Linked DNA regions of Sus scrofa: region 1 is linked to region 2. A link is a contact called in public Hi-C data. All regions are on one chromosome and are shown on one strand. The core of a region is the stretch at or near the end of the contact, and the rest is flanking DNA. Distances in the headings are between cores, read along the strand shown.

Region 1 (3,438 bases), core at 895-3,394, 77 kb after region 2:
GCTCAAATTGGTTTTTTTTCTCTTTTTGCCAACCCCGCCAAAACTTTCAGCGAGTTCCGCCCACTCCACGTGGACCTCCCTTCCCCGTCCCAGCAACCTCTGCGAGGACCCCACCTCCAACACGTGACCAATTGTTATGTTTCCTTCCTGGGGCTCCTTTTTCGCTGGCACCAACTAACAACTGAACAAAAGTGCCCCCTTCAGGATAAATGTGGAGCAGCAGCTTGGGGAGGAGAGGAAAGTTGATCAAGGGCTCGAGTACAGTAGGGGAACGAGGCTGCCTCTGCTTAAAAAGATTTCAGACCCACATAACTCCCCGTTTAATAATTTTAAGAATCATGCAACAGGAAGATAAAGCAAATTCAAGAGGAGGGATGGAAGTTCCTTTGTGGTGCAGCAAGTTAAGCATCTCGTTTGCTGCAACTGCGGAGTTGCTGCAACTGCAGGAGCCCAGTTAGATCCCTGACGGAGGAACTTCCACATGCGGTGCGTGCAGCCAAAAAAGAAAAGAAAAAGAAGGAGGAGGGATATCGCTGAAGAAAACTGGTTTGGAGGTGGAGTTGAGTAGGGTTTTAATCCTTAACTGCAAAGCTGGTCACCTCTACTCCAATTCCATTTCCCCAGAGGTTTTTCTTTTTCTTTCCTTTCTTAATTTCTTTCTTTCTTTAAATAGCCGTGCACGTGGCGTATGGAAGTTCCCCCGGCCAGGGATCGAAGTGGAGTAGCCGACGCCCGCGAGGCCAGATCCCTTAACCCACTGCACGGTGCAGGGGGTCCAACCCGAACGTCTGCGGCACATGGAATTGCTACAGTTCGATTCCCAACCCACTGTGCCACAAGGGGAACTCCCCCTAGAGTTCTTCATGCTGTTGGCAGACCTCTCTGAGATCCCCGATACCAGTTCTTTAAATGTGGCCTGGATAAGGGAGCGTGACCTCTCTCCTACAGTGAGTGTTCCGCTTCTTGCCACTTCCATCACCGCTCCTTCCCCAGAGATGCTGGTTCTTCCTCTATGGGCTCAGATTCCTCAAGCTGGGAGATATTTCCAAAATGGAGAATCCTCCTCTCTCAGAATTAAGAACTTTTGTCCTGGATGGGAAGAGCCTCTCAGAAATCATGTTGGGGGAAGGTGGAGAGGGCAGGACACCAAAAATTAGTCCAGTGAAAAGGCTTGATGCACAGAGCTGGGCTAAAAAAGCTAGAAAATAGGTCAAGTGAAGCTAAACAGAGGAAACCATTTCCTTGGGAAAAATTCTGACCTAGGCTTTGTCTATTTTCCTCTCCACTTCTTTTCCTCACATGAGATGTGAGGTTCAGAGATGGGGTAGGGAATTGGGCTGATGGAAAGTATGTGGTTGGAGGCAGACTAGGAGTTGTAAGTGAGGCGGTGCTCAGAGGAGGAAGAGTGGCGAAGGGTAAATTTAAGATCAGAGTATTGGGAGGCGGGTTCCCCTTGTGGCGCATCAGAAACAAATCATGGACTAGTATCCACGAGGATGCGGGTTTGATCCCTGGTCTCGATAAGTGGGTCGGGGATCCCGTGAGCTGTGAGCTGTGGTGTAGGTCGCAGACGTGGCTTGGATCCCACATTGCTGTGGTTGTGGCGTAGGCCTGCAGCTGCAGCTCCAGTTGGACCCCTAGCCTGGGAACTTCCATAAGCCTGGGTGCCGCCCTAAAAAGTAAGAAAATAATTATAATAAATAAAAAATCAAATCAAATCAGAGTATTCAGGGGCCATTTCTCCCTCCAAAGTCATAGCGGGTTGTGAATAGTAGATAACCCCCGAGCTGCAAATCTTGGGGCACAGGAAGGGGACGTCATTGTAGCCAAGAAGCACACTACCCAGGGGCATGTTGAAGAGCCCTGTGTGGAAGGGAATGGGAGGAGTCCTGGGGCACCTAGTTTCAGGAGAAACAGCTCCAAAGTCCTCAAGCTAGAACGTTAAGGGCCAGGGACACTTGCTCCCCTATAACTCAGCATCTGTCAGCACTCCCATTACCAGGTGCTATTTCCAGAGTCCTGGGCCTAGTGGGGGAAAAGGGCGGGGCGCTGGGGGAGAGACCGAGGCGGAGCCGAAGGGCTCCGCCCCCAGCCCAGCCGCAGTTCCAGATTTTCGCCACGCGGGGGCTCCCGAGCTCAACCGCAGTCCCAGGGTTCCGGAGGGGGGAGAGACTCTCCCGAGGACAGTTTGGGATGTCAGTTGTGACCCTGAGCAGAGAGGTGACCTAAGGGTCATTGGCTCCGAAGCTGCAGCCCCTTCGCATGGCCGTTGGAAAGACGTCCAGCCTCAGCCCTTCTCTCTGAAAGGGGCTCGTGGGACTGGGAACTAGGTCCCCGCCTCTTACCCTCACCCTCTTCTCCGTGGTCATTTCCTCCCCTGCGCGCTTCCTCCCCCTCCCCCATCCTCGTGGTCGGAACACCGCCACCCTCCCCCACAGCCCGTCAGAGTCCTGCGGAATGCTCTCACCCTGGCGACGTGCCAAGCTCTGGACTTCCTGGGCTTTGGGGTGGGGCTTGGCCAAGGGGAAGCCCTTTGGACAGGAGAGCCACCCAATCCTGCAGAGCCTGCTCGCGCTCTCCCTCTCTTTCTCTCCCTCTCTGCTAAGCAAAAGGCTCATCTATCATTCTCTGTCACCACCACCTAATTCCACCCCCACGCCCCCGCAAGAGGATTTCCTTGCCAGGGCAAAACATCCACAATCTGGATGCGGTGGGCATCCTAAACACTGGTTTATGGTGGGAAAAGGGGAAAAAACCCTATTTCGGAACCTGCCTTCCCTGTCCCAGAAGGCCTAGAGCTGGAAGGAGAGGTTCAGCTATCAGGGTCCTGAGGTGAGGATTTCGTAAATGGTCGTTCAGCCTTGGGGCTCCTTCTGGATCCTTCCCAGAGTCCTTGGGTCTAAGGAACTAGTCTCTATATAGTAAAGCTTGGGACTGAATTTTTGCATATCTGACCGCCTCTACTCAGCTTCCATGTTCCTGAAATAAATCAGCTGAAATTTGAACTCACTGGTCTACATCAAGGCCAAGGAAATCTTTCCAGCCAGCTGTAGCCGACTGGGGTGGGTTCAGTGAGAATGGGGAGCAGGCAGAAACCACTCCCAAATCTAATGAATAGAGACCAGGCCTGTCAGAGACCTCTGGCTCCTTTCTGGGGGGTGGGGGTGGGGGTCACTGCTCAGAAATGCTTTTGCACTTGGAGGCTGAAAGTCTTATATTGTCCACAAATGACAAAGTGAGAACTCAGTCCTGTGGCGCCCCCTGCCTTGAGGTCCCTCTGTGCTGCTTTTGCAGCCTGTCATCCCTAACCTGTGCCAGATTCCCAAGTTCCTATCTTGAAACCTCAGCCCCCACACCCAGGGCCTAGGGGAGAGCCAATGTAGGTCACTGCAGCTGGGCCTGCAGGGCTGTCTGCTCCTTGAGCTCAGAGCCTTTTAG
Region 2 (3,741 bases), core at 1,117-3,616:
CTTAGGTGCAGCCAAAAACCAACCAAACAAAAAAACCCTGGAGATCCTCCTTTATAGAGATGGGACCCCAAAGGACTGCATCCTCATGGTAAGGATGAATTAGAAATACATATGTCTCTCGAGTCCCCATCGTGGTACAGCGGAAATGAATCCAACTAGGAACCATGAGGTCGCGGGTTTGAGTCGCTGGACTCACTTAGTGGGATAAGGATCCGTCGTTGCCGTGAGCTGTGGTGTAGGTCCCAGACGTGGCTCGGATCTGGCATTGTTGTGGCTGTGGTGTAGACCAGCAGCTGTAGCTCCGACTGGACCCCTAGTCTGGGAACTTCCATATGCTGCGGGTACAGCCCTGAAAAGCAAAAAAGAAAGAAAGAAAGAAAGGGAAAGAAAGAAATACACGTGTTTCCTCCTCCCTAGGAGGTGTAGGTTAATTGAAATAGATTCTAGCCTCAGATGATAATAGATTTGTCACATAGAATGTTCAGTAGGACATTGAAAGTCATGTGGATAATTCTTGGTTGTGTGGAATGGTCCCTTGCATTGCCACAATCTAGCACACTTTACCCCTGCCATCAAATGCCGGTAGCACATCCTTATCGTGATGAACAAAAAAACCTCCACAAATTTCTAAAATGCCCACATGGAAAACCATTAACCCGTTCTATACTGTCCTGTTGCCATGGACCAATCTGTGAAAGACAATTATCCATTGTGAAAAGTTAGATTTTATCTCAAGGACAAGAGGCAAACCATTAGCAGGTTTAAACTAAGAAGTGCCATGACCCACTTTGCCTTCTAGAAAGATCTCTCTGTCTGTACCATGGAGGATGCATTAGAGGGGGGCCAGCTTAAAGCCTCCTCGGGAGGCTGCTGTGGACATCTAAGTGAGAGATGATGGATGCCTACCCTAAGGGGCAGCTGGGCACTGGCTGGGCTCAGAGACTCTGGAGGCAGGGCTGCCTGTGTGCAGAGCCCAAGACCTCAAGTCTTAGTTCTCCCCACTCCTGAATAGGGTGAGCCCATGGGCAAACTACTCAGCCTCTACCAGCCTCAGACTCTCCATCTGTAAAGTAAAGACTAAATGGAATGCTCCTGAACCACGTACACACATGGAAAGCACTCACTGACCTTAGCCGTGATCGCTATGAGGTATCAGAGGCAGAGATGCTGCGTTTTTTCTAGAGATATTTAGGTAGAATGTGAGGGCTGAAGATAGGAGCCATAGACAATTTCCAAGTTACTGGCTTAAACTCTTGGGTGCAAATGATGCCAACCCCGAGTTAGAGAGGGTCAAGGAGGACGAGGAGGCGCCTGGTGGGTGAGGGCGGGAAGAAGGGTTCATTAGGCCACTGGATATTAGGGTCTAGAACTTAGAAGAGCAATCCTAGCAATTTGTGACTCACAAACCATGGTAGCTAGTCTCCAAAGACAGCCCCTAATGACCCGGGCCTCCTGGAATTCATTGAATCTGGGCCAGCTTGTGACTCCCTTTAATGCAGCTGTACCAGGTCTAGAACTAAGCCTTCAGAAGACCTTGTGCTTTTGGGACCCCCCCCCCAAGCTCCCATGTGAGAAATCAGATAGTCCGTTGTAGAGACCCCCTGGGGGAGAGGTTTGACACGCGGAGAGAGAGAGATCCAGCCACCCCAGGCTTCTAGCTCTTCCAACAGGTTTGAGATGAGTAAGCCAATCATCTGGGACACCCAGCTCCAGTCACCTTCTGACTGCAGCCACCTGAGACACCCCAAGGGAGACAGCAGAACCGTCCAGCTAAAGCTCCATGAGCCTGGAGGATGGTAAGAAGTTATAAAAGTGTTGCTGCTTAAAGCCGCTAAGTTTTGGCGTTCCCGCTGTGGCACGGTGGAAACAAATCTGACTAGGAACCATGAGGTTGCAGGTTTGATCCCTGGCCTCGCTCAGTGGGTTCAGGATCTGGCAGTTGCTGTGAGCTGTGGTGTAGGTCGCAGGTGCGGCTCAGATCCTGTGTTGCTGGCGCCTCTGGCATAGGCCCGCAGCTACAGCTCTGATTCAACCCCTCGCCTGGGAACCTCCATGTGCCGTGGGTGCGGCCCTAAAAAGACATAAATAAATAAATAAATAAAGCCACTAAGTTTCGGATCATTTGTTACACAGCAATAGATCCCCAAACAAATATATTGATGAAATAGAAGCCCATGTGTACAGAGGGACAAGAAGAAGGCTTAGGACAGAGCCAAAGAACCCCACCGGCAAGGACCGAGCTGAAGGAGAAGGCCAGCAAGGGAGACTGAGAAAGAGAGGACAGAGGGGAATCCTGAGGGCAACCGAAGTAGCCCTGCGTGTTCAGAAAGGGAGAATGGTCAGAAATAGCAAATGCCAGAGAGGCCAACTGTGAGATAAGTGTCTCTTGGATTTGGTAACCTGGGAATCAGTGACCTTGGCAAGAACAGCTCCAGTGAGTAATGAGAGCAGAATCCAGATGCACTGGGTGGAAGGATGAAAAGGAAACAATGCGACAAAACCAAACAAACTAGAGTTACACCTGTTGACCTAGAAGAATGGTGCAAGCCTAACCTCCAGGAGGAAAGTTGCTAAACTTTATATACAGTAGGACAGTATTTAAATAAAGTTTTAAAAATGTGAATATTAAAACTCTTTTTTTTTTTTTTCGGTCTTTTGCCTTTTCTGAGGCCGCTCCCACGGCATATGGAGGTTCCCAGGCTAGGGGTCGAATCAGAGCTGTAGCCGCTGGCCTACGCCAGAGCCACAGCAACTCGGGATCTGAGCTGCACCTGTAACCCACACCACAGCCCACGGCAACGCCGGATCCTTAACCCACTGAGCGAGGCCAGGGATCGAACCCGCAACCTCATGGTTCCTAGTCGGATCCGTTAACTACTGAGCCACGACAGGAATTCCGAAAAACTCTTTTTTTTTTTTTCAGGGCCGCATCCAAGGCATATGGAACTTTTCCGAGCTAGGAGTCAAATCGGAGCTGTAACCACCAGCGTGCACCACAGCCACAGCAACACCACATGCAAGCCATGTCTGCAACCTACAGCACAGATCATGGAAACAGTGGATCCTTAACCCACTTCATGAGGCCAGGGCTCAAACCTGCATCCTCATGGATATCAGTTGGGTTCGTTATCTCTGAGCCACGACGAGAACTCCCTAAAAACTCTTAAAGCTCACTAATAAGGAGTTCTCTGGTGGCTCAGTGAGTTAAGGATCTGGCATTGTCACAGGTCTGATCCCTGGGCCCAGAACTTCTGCAATGCTGTGGGCAGGGTCAAAAAAAGAAACTAATAAAAAGAAAACCCAATTTAATTTTTTTTTATTTTAATTTTAATTTTTATTAATTTTTTTGCTATTAAGGCCACACCTGAAACATATGGAAGTTCCCAGGCTAGGGGTTGAATTGGAGCTATGGCTGCCAACCTATGCCACGGCCACAGCAACGCAGGATCTGAGCGACATCTGCGACCTACAACATAGCTCCCAGCAATGTCGGATCCTTGACCCACTGAGCAAGGCCAGGGATTGAACCCGCATCCTCAGGGGTACTAGTTGGATTTGGTTCTGCTGCTCCACAATGGGAACTCCAAATAATCCAATTTTTATTTATTTATTTATTTATTTTTGTCTTTTTTGCCATTTCTTGGGCCGCTCCCGCAGCATATGGAGGTTTCCAGGCTAGGGGTCGAATCGGAGCTGTAGCCACTGGCCTACGCCACAGCCACAGCCACACCAGATCTGAGC

The links. Hi-C and Micro-C count contacts between places; a contact is called where the count stands out from the background.
Region 1: a Hi-C map of skeletal muscle shows a contact between it and region 2, with 4 times the contacts expected there. The contact joins two enhancer-like sites. A contact is called at or near these places in 2 of 5 promoter capture datasets (fetal liver and liver), 23 of 47 Hi-C or Micro-C datasets (adipose tissue, alveolar macrophages, blood and 14 more) and 2 of 2 datasets of contacts at active chromatin or transcription factors (alveolar macrophages and skeletal muscle).

Annotation. Positions count from the first base shown.
Region 1 is chr12:22,247,262-22,250,699 of Sscrofa11.1, forward strand. No RefSeq gene overlaps it. Among named protein-coding and RNA genes, the nearest start is that of MSL1, 11 kb to the left of the region's middle. Within about 2 kb of position 2,145, at least 63 of the 83 cell types and tissues checked have an H3K27ac peak or open chromatin away from gene starts, as enhancers often do. A contact at or near this core is called in skeletal muscle, where this site is marked.
Region 2 is chr12:22,170,480-22,174,220 of Sscrofa11.1, forward strand. No RefSeq gene overlaps it. Among named protein-coding and RNA genes, the nearest start is that of RAPGEFL1, 23 kb to the right of the region's middle. Within about 2 kb of position 2,367, at least 6 of the 83 cell types and tissues checked have an H3K27ac peak or open chromatin away from gene starts, as enhancers often do. A contact at or near this core is called in skeletal muscle, where this site is marked.